Linked DNA regions of Sus scrofa: region 1 is linked to region 2. A link is a contact called in public Hi-C data. All regions are on one chromosome and are shown on one strand. The core of a region is the stretch at or near the end of the contact, and the rest is flanking DNA. Distances in the headings are between cores, read along the strand shown. Region 1 holds the start of DCTN4 (dynactin subunit 4). Region 2 holds the start of RBM22 (pre-mRNA-splicing factor RBM22).

Region 1 (6,230 bases), core at 2,384-4,883, 42 kb before region 2:
ACTTCTTTGCGGAACAGATACTGACTCACAGACTTTGAAAAACTTGTGGTTGCCAAAGGAGACAGCTTGTGGTGGGGGAGGGATGGGCTGGGGGGTTTTGATGGAAATGCCATAAAATTGGGCTGTGATGATCATTGCAGGACTCTAAGGATAATAAAATTACTTGAGTTAAGAAAAAAAAGTGGTTCTCCAATTTTGCAGGCATGAGATTCACCTGGAAGCTTACTAAAGATTTAGATTTCTGAGCCCCATCCCCCAAATTCTAACTCAAGTCTTGATAACTGCCTAGAAACTATATTTAAAAGCCCCTCAAGTAGTTCTTGTATAGGTGACTGGGGCCACAGCTGAGAAACACTGCCTCAGGGTCTGGACTCTGAGCTCTTTGAGGGAGTCTCATTTATCTCTGGGTCCCTCCCTAGTACATGGTACACTGCAGGGACCAAATAATTGTTCACTTAATTGATTCGCTCAAAACCAGTACAAAAATATGTTTCATGTGGGGTCAGTTCAAGTTTCCAGCCTCTCTGCACCTGCAGGCTCTGGAACTTGGTTTTAGGGGAGATGAGTCCAGTAAAAAGGAATTAAAACTCAGTAGGGTCTGGGTTCTAAGCCATAAGCCAAGGAATTTATTAACATGAAGAAATAACTGCAAAGCAGTTGGCTGTTAATATCTTTTATTCTAAGAGTAGAGTCCCATCCATGAAACTGAATTAGTAGCAGGCAGTTGCTTGGTGAATAAGAGGTCAGAGTAAATGGAATTTAATGACTTTTAGGCTTAGTAGTTAAGGTATGATATAAGTTGTGAGAAAAAATATACGGGAGCACTGTACAAATCAAAAATCACAATATTAAATGTAAGATATTGTAAGAATATTAACAAAATCATATTAGAAAATATGCTGGACAGAGCACATAATATATGTAATAAAATATTGACATCTGAAGGCAGAAATTGACAGCAGTATAATAGTAGACGACTTCAATACCCCACTTAAAATACGGACACAACGTCCAGACTGAAAGGAAACAGGTGACGTGAGCATCAAATGATCCGAAGGGACCTGTCAGACATCAGCAGAAATGCCGCCCAACAGCAGCAACACACGCACTCTTCTTAAGCACTCTTGCCTCTCCCTCCAAGACAGGTTACATGTTAGGCCACAGCACAGCAGCCTACTTCCAAGAGGCTTCTGTGAACACAGTGGAAGGCAACTAGAAACCTGTAACAGCAAGAAAAGGGGAAGCTCGGAAATATGTGGAAACTAAACAACACACTCTTCAACAACCATTAGGTCAAAGAAGAAATCAAAAGGGAATTTTATAAGTCTCTTGGGACAAATGAAAGTTAAACCACAACATATCAAAAATTGTGGAATGCAGAAAAAGGAGTACTGAAGGAGAAGTTTATAGCATTAAATGACTTGATTAAAAAAAGAGTTATCTCAAACAACCTAACTTTATCGCTCAAGGAAATTTTTTAAAAAATAACAAATTAAGGCCAAAGTTAGCAGAAGGAAGGAACTATTCAAGAGCAGAGCAGAAGGACGTCAAAGACTAGAAAAAAAATCACAAAACCAAGAGTTGGTTTTTTGAAGAGATAAAATTGATAAACCCTTAGCTAAACTAAGACAAAAAGAAGACTCATAAAGTAAAATCAGAAATTAAACAGGATGCATTTCAGTGGATGCTGAGAAACAAAAAGGACCATCCAGGTTTATTGTGAACAACTCTATGGCAACAAATTAGACAACTTAGAATAAAGGTTTTTTGTTTGTTTTTTGCTGTTTAGGGCTCTACCCACACATATGGGTGCTTCTGGTTAGGGGTCGAACTGGAGCTACAGCTGCCAGCCTACACCACAGCCACAGTAACGCGAATCCAAGCCACGTCTGTGACCTACACCACAGCTCACAGCAATGCCAGATCCTTAGCCTACTGAGCGAGGCCAGGATTCAAACCAGTGTTGATCCCAGTCGGGTTCCTTAACTGCTGAGCCATGAAGGGAACTCCTAAATGAATACATTTTGAGAAACATATAAGCTACTAATATTGTAAGAAATAGCAAGCCTGAACAGACCAATAACGACTAAGGAGACTGGATCAGTAATCAGAGCTTCCCACCAAAAAAATCCCAGGACCAGATGGCTTCATTCGTGAATTCTACCAAACATTCAAAGACAATACCAATCTTCCTTAAATTGTTTTAAAAATAGAAAAGGGACCACCTCCAAACTCGTTCATAAGGCCAGCATCATCCTGACACCAAAACCCAACGAAGGCATCACAAAAAAAGAAAACTATGGAACAATATCCCTAATGAACATGGATACAAAAATCCTCAATAAAGTACTTACAAGCCAAATTCAAGAGCACTTTAAAAGGATCATACGCTGTGACCAACTAAGCCTTAGAATATGCGCTAGAAAAAAAGTAAAGGACGCCTAGCAACACTGTTCATTCATTGGTTCCATTCCTTCTTTTTTTTCTCTTTTTAGGGCCAGGCCTGTGGCATATGGAGGTTCCCAGGTTAGAGGTCAAATCGCAGCGGCAGCTGCCCGCCTACACCACAGCCACAGCAACGCAGGACCCACACCTTGTCTGCGACCTACATTACAGCTCCCGGCAATGCGGGATCCTTAACCCACTGAGTAAGGCCAGGGATGGAACACCTGCATCCTCATGCATGCTAGTCAGATTCTTTAACCCCTGAGCCACGACGGAAACTCCCATCCTATCCACTTTCTGGAGGCAAACACAGAAGCAGGATCCCTGTGTTGTTTCCAGGTTAGTCTCTTTAGCAGTTCTCAACTGCAGCTGCACATCAGAATCTCTTGGGGAACTTTGTATTTATATGTATTTATTCATTTATTTATCGGAGGTTCCAGGCTAGGGGTCTAATCGGAGCTGTAACTGCCGGCCTCCACCACAACCACAGGAACGCGGGATCCGAGTCTCTCTGCGACCAACAACAGGGCTCACCTGCAACGCTGGATGCTTAACCCTTAACCCACTGAGCAAAGCCAGGACTCGAACCTTCGTCCTTATGGATGCTTATCAGATTCGTTTCCGCTGAGCCACGACGGAACACCCCCATTCGTTCAGTAAGCAATAGTTAATTGAATACTCCCAATCCTAACGCTAAGTGGACAAAATGAATGAGATAGGGCTTCTGCGTGGAACCGTCAGGGAACTTCAAACGACGAAACGTCTGTGAAAGTTTCCTACAGTTCAGTGGCAAGATGTGCAGAGAAAGCGCTAGTGTGGACCCTACTTTTTCAGGTCCCATGAACTCTCCGTCTAACTCCGATGTTTGGAAGGGGAGGGTGGGAGAGGCGGTGTTAAGTAAAACGAAAGGGCAGCTTCCTTTCCGTTAGAAACAACGGAAAGGAGATCGCTGGATGTGACTAGATGCGACCAGCGAGCGAAAGGTCTGAGCTCGGCACCAGCCGCTGCGGCTCACAAAGCCCTGGGAGGCTCGCCCCACACCCCAGAGAAACCCGGGACTCCGGCTGCGCATGCGCACTTTCGCCCGGCGCCCAGCCCAGCGGTCCCGGCAACCTTACGTCAAAGTCTACGTAGGGAGGGACGCCGGGGAAACGCTGGCTCTCGGGTCACGTGACGCGGCGCGGCGTCGTTGGCTCCTCCCTCTCCAAGATGGCGTCCCTGCTGCAGTCGGAGCGGGTTCTCTACCTAGTCCAGGGAGAAAAGAAGGTTCGGGCCCCGCTCTCGCAGCTTTACTTCTGTCGCTATTGCAGCGAGCTGCGATCGCTGGAATGTGTGTCTCACGAGGTAATGCCGTCGCCCCATCAGGGGTGTGTGTTGGGGGAGGGGAAGGCATTCCTCCTAGTCACCGCGACTGCCGGGGACATTCCGCCGGTTGGAGGCGGGTAGTCATTTTCTTAGCGTGCTGATTGGTTTTGCCTTCCGTCACTCAGAGTTGCCTGTGATTTAATTTGCACACAGTTTGTCGCTTGAAAAGGCGGAGCGGTCTTGGGTGGGGCCGAGCGGCCCTTCTGGTTCGTGAGCGCCCTCTGATTGGACAAACTCGGCTTTGGGGACCCTGGCCTCCGGGGGGATGGTCCTTGGGTGGGTTGCTGGGGGAAAAGCTGCTTAGTTCAGTTCTCTTTAGGCGAGATATCCTCCTTCCAGGGTTGATTGAAGGGATGCGGAGGGCCTTGGGCATTTTCATCCATGCCCCTCCCATCCTGGAAGTTCTGCCCCTGCTTTAGCAGAAACTGGGCCCTCATCCGACAGCCTTGCTCGGTTTCCTGGCCCAGGCTTGCAGCCGAAAAGAGGTTGGGATGGGGTGAGCTGAGTGAAAGGCGTAGAATATTGTCTGTCTTGTAAGAAGATCATAGTGTTAGATATATAGCACTTCCGCTGAGCGTACAGTTCTGGCCTTCACGAGCACAAGTGGGCATTGGAGGTGGTATTGCTCAGAACGTGAAAGACCCCACCCACTAAAAAAAAATCACCGCAAAGCAAAACCCCCAAACTTCGCAGCACTAGGCACATCTTGTTCATTAAGGAAGCTTTGGGGATTAAAAGACGCGTTAAGACATAAATCCCGCTGTTGAGTAACTTGGAGTCTCGTGAAGGAAAAGCTGATTAGTAATAATACATAGTTACTGCTTAGTCAGTACCTTCTGTATGCTTTGTGCTTTAGATAATCTCCTTTAATCATTGTACAAACCAATAGGATGGATACTGTTTTTTTTTAAAAATTGTATTTAAAAGAAACAAGACACGTAATGTTCGCATTAGGTCACACTGCCAGAAATTTGGGGGTGAGAGGAGGACCAGGATTTAAAACCAAGCAGCCTGATTCAGAGGACTTCAGTGAAGATTCTTGGACTGTTAAAAATACATAGAAGAATATGTCCTATATTATAGGCCATTTTACATGTTAGTAGTAGTAATTTCGCTGGGAATATTTTTTGTAATATTAACAATAGAGAATGCAGTTAAATAAGAGAAAAATCAACGCCATATTATATACCTGGTTTTTTTCTTCCATTAGCACCTTGGTGGTTATGTCTTTGGCAGATCTTTTTTCTTTAGGATGCTTCCCTATTCCAGCTCCACCTCCACAGTTAGATTCTCATTGGTGATCATTGAGCTCAGTCCCCACAATCTCTAAGGATCTTTTCAGCTGGAACATTCAGTCTGTTCCTGCATCTTTTACTGACTGGTGTGCCTGCGTGAAATGGAGGCCATTAGGGTTTGGGGAAGGATGATAAGAGTGAGGGCTGAAGCAGTCCAGAAAGTTCTAAGGGTGAGCTGAGTATTGGAGCTGCACTTGAGGGGACAAGCATAATTTGGAAAGGGGACAAGAAGGAATGAATTATATTTTGCCTTTAAAGATGAGTAAGTGCAAATAGAAGTTAACAGAACTGTATTTTATGTTCCTAGAGACTATTTGAGCAGCAACTTTATCTTTTCAAAGGTGGTTCTGCTTATAAGCAGATAATGAAAAAAGAAACCAGTGTTTATTGTAGTATTTATGTTCAAGTGAATCTGTCCTTTCATCTGCAGGGCACTAGAGTTCTAGAATTATCAAATAGGATGTACCCTGCCTTAAAATAATTACTCCTTAAAAAAATACAATGAATTTAAAAAAAAATTTTTTTTTTTGACTGTGCCTGTGGTGTGCAGAAATTCCTGGGTCAGGGATGGAACCCTTGCCACAGCAGTGACAGTGCCAGACCCTTAGCCCACTGAGCCACCAGGGAATTCCTAATTCTTATGCTATGTTTTCAAGTTAAATACAATAAGACTGTCTTGTTAACCTAGTAGTTTAATTTTCCATTTAAAAATATCTAATTGGTTGACCACAGCTGATTTTATGTGTTAATTTATGCTGTTTTTCAGTGACTATGTAATACCTCTGAGATGAGAAAATTTTTTTAATTTCTCTTAACAATTTAAGTGTGGGAGTTCCCTTTGTGGCGCAGTGGTTAACGAATCCGACTAGGAACCATGAGGTTGCGGGTTCAATCCCTGGCCTTCCTCAGTGGGTTAAGGATCCGGCGTTGTTGTGAGCTGTGGTGTAGGTTGCAGACGCGGCTCGGATCCCACATTGCTGTGGCTCTGGCATAGGCCAGCAGCTACAGCTCCGATTCGATCCCTAGCCTGGGAACCTCCGTATGCCGCAAGAGTGGCCCTAGAAAAGGCAAAAAGACAAAAAACAAACAAACAAACAAAAAAAAACCACAACAATTTAAGTGTGG
Region 2 (6,288 bases), core at 2,298-4,797:
AAGAAACCTTGTCGCCTGCCTAGGCCCCTCCCTCATCAGGAGCAAAAAGGCCTAAGCCACTGGGAGCCGAGCAGAAAACCCTGTGTCGCTAGGGCACAGGTAAACTGCTGCTCCAGCGAAGTAAGCAAAAGCCTCTACCCTTGGGAGGGTCAGGGTTCAGTCCTGAGCCCCATGATTTTATGCCAACACCATTAAAGGCTTCCAACCCCCGCAAGAGGGGCAAGACTCTCTTTCCCACAAGGCCAACCACTGATGGACGTCAGGGTTTGGCTGCCACAGAGAGGACAGGGAAGCAGGCTGAGAAAAGACCCATTCCCCAGGTGCAGGCACAGAGGACCTACTCAAGACTGAGGCTGAGACGGAAAAGAACCCGACTCCTCTGTGCCACCCGAGCCGGCAGCTCCTAGCAGACAGCGGCTGCTGGGGGCAAGGGCGGCGGCACAGAGACAGCCCAACCAGGCAGGTATGAAGGCCAGCTGAGAGCCAGCACCCCCTTGACCTGAAGCACGAAATTGCCCTGGTGGATATGAAATCTGTGGTATGCTGGCAACACCCTCAGACCAATGAACCCCAGTGTAGCTTAGTTCCTGACCAGACAGACCAAACTCCCCAACAAGGGCCTGACAGAGAGGGGGCTCGCCTCCTTCCAAGCATTACTACTATTCCGTTCCCACTGTCACGTAAGTAATGGCTGGCATTCAATTCAAAAGATGTGAGATACACAAAGAAGCAAGAAAAATCGCCCATTTATGATAAAACAAGATCATATATAGATACAACCCAGATGTTGGAACCACTGGCTGGGACTTAGACCCTGATGAACACGCTGAAGCTCGAGTTGACAATCTGGATGATACGCATGAGCAAGTTGCAGCCAAGAAGTAGAAACTCTAAGAGACAGTGAAATAAGAGGAGGGTATCTTCTCTAAGCTTGTCATATCCTTGTCATAACCTTGTCATATCCGAGAAAATAATCAGGAAACCTGGAAATGGGTCAATAGATATTATCCAAATTGAACCCACCCTCAGAAAAAAAATAACAGAGTATAAAGGTCTCTGGGATGATATAAAATAATGTAATTAGAGTCCCAGATGGAGAAGAAACTGGGCAGAATATTTAAAGAGATGACACCTAAGAATTTTCAAAATACAATGAAGGGAGTTCCCACCGTGGCGCAGTGGTTAACAGATCCGACTAGGAACCATTAGGTTACGGGTTCAATCCCTGGCCTTGCTCAGTGGGTTAAGGATCCGGTGTTGCCATGACCTGTGGTGTAGGTTGCAGACGTGGCTCCAATCCCTCGTTGCAGCTGGGGCCAGTGGCTACAGCTCCGACTCAACCCGTAGCCTGGGAACCTCCATATGCCATGGGAGCGGCCCAAGAAATGGCAAAAAGACAAAAAAAAAAAAAAAAATACAATGAAGGACAACAAACCACAGATGCATGAAGCTCAGATAAACCCAAGCACTTTCTTATATAGGAAAAATATACTTAGCATAGGATCAAATAATCCCACTCCTAGGTACTCACACACACGTGCAAAATAAAACCTGTGTTTACACAACAACCTGCGTGTGTATGTGTAATGACTTTATATTTACTGAAATCTGGAACAACTCAAATCCATAAACTGGCAAGCGGGTTTTTGTAAAAAAAAAAACCCTAGTACATCCATACAGTGGAATTCTCAGCAATAAGAAGGAACAAATTATTAATACATTTAACAATATGGATGAATTCCAAATACAATATGCCAATTGAAAAAAGTCAGATGAAAAGGCTATGTAGAATTCCGTTTAGGAGTTCCCATTGTGGCTCAGCAGAAACGAATCCGACTAGTATCCATGAGGATGCGTGTTCCATCCCTGGCCTTGCTCAGTGGCTTAAGGATCCAGCATTGCTGGGAGCTGTGGTGTAGGTCGCAGACAAGGCTCAGACCTGGCATTGCAGTGGCTGTGGTGTAGGCCAAAAGCTGCAGCTCCAATTCGACCCATATCCTGGGAACTTCTATATGCCGAACATGTGGCCCTAAAAATGGGGGGTGGGGGAGAATTACATTTATGACATTCTGGAAGTGGCAAAACTACAGGGACAGAACACAGATGGTTGCCATGGACAGAGTGTGGAGAGAAGTGGATTCACTCAGCAAAGGAACTTTTTGGGATAAGGTAATTCTATTTTTTCTTTTTACAGCTGCTCCTGCGGCATATGGAGGTTCCCAAGCTCGGGGTTGGATTGGAGCTGCAGCTGCAGGCCTACACCACAGCCATCACAATACTGGATCTGAGCTGCATCTGTGACCTATGCCACAGCTTGTGGCAACACTGGGTCTTTAATCCACTTGAGGCCAGGGATTGAACCCACATCCTCACAGAGACAACTTCCGGTCCTTAACCTGCTGAGCCACAACAGAACCTCCAGAAGATGGAATCCTTCTGTATTTGTAATGAATATACGTAAAAATTCATAACTGTACAAGTAAAATGGGTAAAAATTTACATAGATTATACTTTAATTTAAAAAAAAAGTGGAGACAAATACATGAGCTTGAAGATACAATATGACAAAACTATGAAAGTGGTACCAGAATGCTTGAAATTAATAAAAATATTGGCAGAGTGGTTGAGTTTTTCCAAAAACGACGTAACAAAGTATGTGTTGATCTGTAAGACCTTTTTCATTTCAGAAGTTGGAAAAACCATACTATTGTTTGGATTTGTGACTTAATCATTTTTTAGCTACACGATCAGAAGCAAGTTACTTAATCTCGCTAAACCTCAGGTGCCTTCTATAAAAGAGGTATAATCATACTTGCCTAGAGGGTAGAGGTTGTCAGATAAAATTAAGGGCCTCTTGCCAAATTTGACTTTCAGGTAAATGAGTCATTACTTAGTGTAAGTTATGTTTGGAATATATTTATACTAAAATAGGGCTCCCTGTTTATCTGAAGTTCAAGTGTAACTGCACTGGGAACTGTGTCCAGTCACTTACGATGGAGCACAATAATGTGAGAAAAAAGAATGTGTACATGTATGTGTAACAGGGTCACCATGCTGTACAGTAGCAAAAAAATTGTATTGGGGGAATGACTATTAAAAAATAATAATAAAAGGAAACAAAATGTAACTGGGCTTTTATTTGCTAAATCTGGTAACACTGTAGAGGGGTTATTATGTCCAAGTGTTAACTTGGACACTGTCAGGCAAGGCATTCCCCCACCGTGGGGCATAAGCGCTCAATGGGGCTAACGCTGTTTTAACACCGGCCCTTCATTCATTATGTGTCTCTTCATTCTTTCCCGCGATGTTTAAATAAATCAATTGTACTTGGGAAGCGTCATCCCCGGAAGCAACCAGCCGGAAGAAAGCAACTGTACGGCAACTGCAAAGCAAGCAATTCCGCGCGGGCGCGGTCTGGATGCGCAGGCCCCGCCCCCAAGGCGCACAGGCCCCGCCCCCAAGGCGCACAGGCCCCGCCCCAAGGCGCACAGGCCCCGCCCCAAGGCGCACAGGCCTCGCCCCCAAGGCGCGCAGGCCCCGCCCCCAAGGCGCGCAGGACGCGTAAATAAGACGTCGACGTGCCGGGGGCACCCGGGGCCTGACGGGATCGTGGCGGTCCGCGCTCCCAGCTCGGAACTGCGGCTACCTTTGCAGACGCTGTGAAGATGGCGACGTCCCTGGGCTCCAACACCTACAACAGGCAGAACTGGGAGGATGCGGTGAGCGTTCCCGCTCTGCCGGAGGGAGGCGGAAGGAGGCGGCGGGGCCAGGCCGTAGGCGGGCGGGCGGGGACGCGGCTGCGGCGCGGCCCGGGAAACCTTAGGGAGAAGCCGCGCTGCGGCCTAGCTTGGCCGAGGCTGGAGGCCGGGGGGCCGCCCTTCTGCGGTTTGGACCGGGAGAGCTCGGCCAGGCTTCAGGACCAGCCCGTTCCACTCTCGGCGAGGGGTCCTTTCTCCTGGCCCCGCCGGAAGTGCAGGCAGCGCCCCTCCCGCGGCCCGGCCCGGCCCGCGCTGGACCTCGGGTTCCTGCCCTGCTCCCCCGCGTTGCTCCTCGCCCGGCCTCCCGCCGCACCGCTGTGGCCGAGGTGGCAGGGTCTTCGGAGCCTGGCCTTCAACCAGATTCCCCTTTTTCACCAGGACTTTCCTATTCTGTGCCAGACTTGTCTTGGGGAAAACCCATACATCCGAATGGTGAGTGATGGCGTGTGGCACACATACATTTTGTGGCACTTGCACGCTTTCGGTGCTGTGTTTGTCTCAGCCAAGACGTGATCGTGCTGCTTTACTGACCCAGAGTGGGAGGCACGACTGGTAAAGGACTGTCATGCTTGTTCTCTAACTTTGGACTCAGGACAGTCCTGTGATGGTAACTAATACTGGTTGAGCATTTACCTAGTTAACCAGAAGCAAAGAGCGATTCTGTCTTTTCAGTAAAACAAGGAAGATGTGGAGCTGTGATGTAAATTCAGATATCCCGACTCTAGGAACCTCAGCAAATTAACAGGAGAACCAGGACTAAAATCGAGGTTCCCTGACTGCTAATCAAATGCCTTTTGGTCACTGCACCTTGTGATCTGTTCAGTGTGAGGTATCTTCTATCCCTGTAAATAAGGGTATAATTAGCAGTAGTTAACATTTAGTAATTAGATTAGGGCTGTGTTGCGCTCAATCTCAAAGGTATTGATTGACTTTATTCAAGGGATCAGCACAGGATAAGTAGTAGTTACCTTCTGACAGAACTTGTAAAAATGGCTTGGCCATGGCTGAGTTCTTGGGAGAGAACTTGGCAGCCGGAAGTGAATCTAAGAGTCGTGGTTGTGGCAGACTGGTGGTAGATCCATAAGATCTTGAGATTCACTTGTAGGTGATTAGGTTAGGTCTGCACCCCCCACACCGCACACACCCCATCTCTCCCTTTAAGATGCCAGAGATTTCCAGATACATTTCTTGGAGTCCCTCTGGGGAAGGTGCAGACATCGATTTTTTGTCTTTCTGTAACTCATTCTTTTTTTCTCTATTTCAGACCAAAGAAAAGTACGGGAAGGAATGCAAAGTAAGTATGTTAAAGAATAAAGATTTGGGGCATTCCCGTCGTGGCTCAGTGGAAACGAATCTGACTAGGATCCATGAGGACATAGTTTTGATCCCTGGCCTCGCTCAGTGGGTTAAGGATCCAGCATTGCCGTGAGCTGTGGTGTAGGTTGTAGATGCGGCTCTGATCTGGCATTGTTTTGGCTGTGGCGTAGGCCGGTGGCTACAGGTCCAGTTGGACCCCTAGCCTGGGAACCTCCTTATGCCACAGGCACCAAAAAAAAAAAGAGTAAAGATCTAATTTTATTTTCCTTTTCTCTTCAATTTGACGAGCTTTGACGTCCTTTATAAAAGTGAATGGTACACAGACGTTCACGTATCATGTGTAAACTGTTCACTGTTTAGTGTGAGGGTAGGAAAATGAACCGCTTAATATAAGGATTCGTCACGTGGTGTCGGTGGGGCTTTGAACGCCCTGAGATTGTATGTCTCATGTGTCACTTGACTGCACACGGGCATTTCACCTGAGAGAGGCGTGGCCGTCCTGAGGTTCCCCGAGGAGTGTAGGACACTTCTGGGCTCATCCCCTAAAGGGTTAGGGTCACGTTGATGGTGGTGACCCTAGGATGGGAGGACTTGCACGATTCTTTAACTACTGAGGAAAGGTGTCAAGGTTTAAAGCATCAGGTGATATTTACAGAGGATCGCTGAGAGCTCTTCTGAAGCCTAGATTCCGTCCCCCATGTTGTTAAATCTCCTGGATTGATTTTCCAGATCAGAACTGTTAACACTGGTTTTCTTTTGTGGTCCAGATCTGTGCCAGGCCATTCACAGTGTTTCGCTGGTGCCCCGGCGTCCGAATGCGGTTCAAGAAGACCGAAGTGTGCCAAACCTGCAGTAAATTGAAGAATGTCTGCCAGACCTGCCTCTTGGACCTAGAGTATGGTGTGTTTGCCTGTCCGATGGGTCGGACATGGTGCAGCTGCTCTAGACACCAAACAGTCCTCTTGTCTCCCACTTCGCAGCCCTTCCGCGGTTCTCACCCACTTTAGGGCGTCTGCCGTGCTCTGCTTTTCCCGGGAAGAGCAGGACAATGCAGGTTATTCCAGAGTTCTCCTAAACAGTAGGTGCTCAAGGAAAGGGCAGGAATGAATTAGCAGCGGCCTCACCCGCTCTCTGTAGGCCTTTGTGGCTGAGGTATGATAAAGGCCTTGGGCTCTGATGGGGATGTCTTTCTTGGAAGATCCAGAGGCTTTTG

Evidence for each region. Hi-C and Micro-C count contacts between places; a contact is called where the count stands out from the background.
Region 1: a Hi-C map of liver shows a contact between it and region 2, with 2.4 times the contacts expected there. The contact joins the promoter of DCTN4 here to the promoter of RBM22 in region 2. A contact is called at or near these places in 4 of 47 Hi-C or Micro-C datasets (embryonic fibroblasts, heart right ventricle, liver and 1 more) and 1 of 2 datasets of contacts at active chromatin or transcription factors (alveolar macrophages).

Annotation. Positions count from the first base shown.
Region 1 is chr2:151,711,326-151,717,555 of Sscrofa11.1, reverse strand. It overlaps DCTN4 (dynactin subunit 4), which reads left to right and starts at 3,633. Exons shown (of 13, transcript NM_001244307.1): 1 at 3,633-3,789. The coding sequence starts at 3,655.
Region 2 is chr2:151,669,596-151,675,883 of Sscrofa11.1, reverse strand. RBM22 (pre-mRNA-splicing factor RBM22) reads left to right here and starts at 3,547. Exons shown (of 11, transcript XM_021085031.1): 1 at 3,547-3,719; 2 at 4,137-4,190; 3 at 5,023-5,052; 4 at 5,843-5,975. The coding sequence starts at 3,666.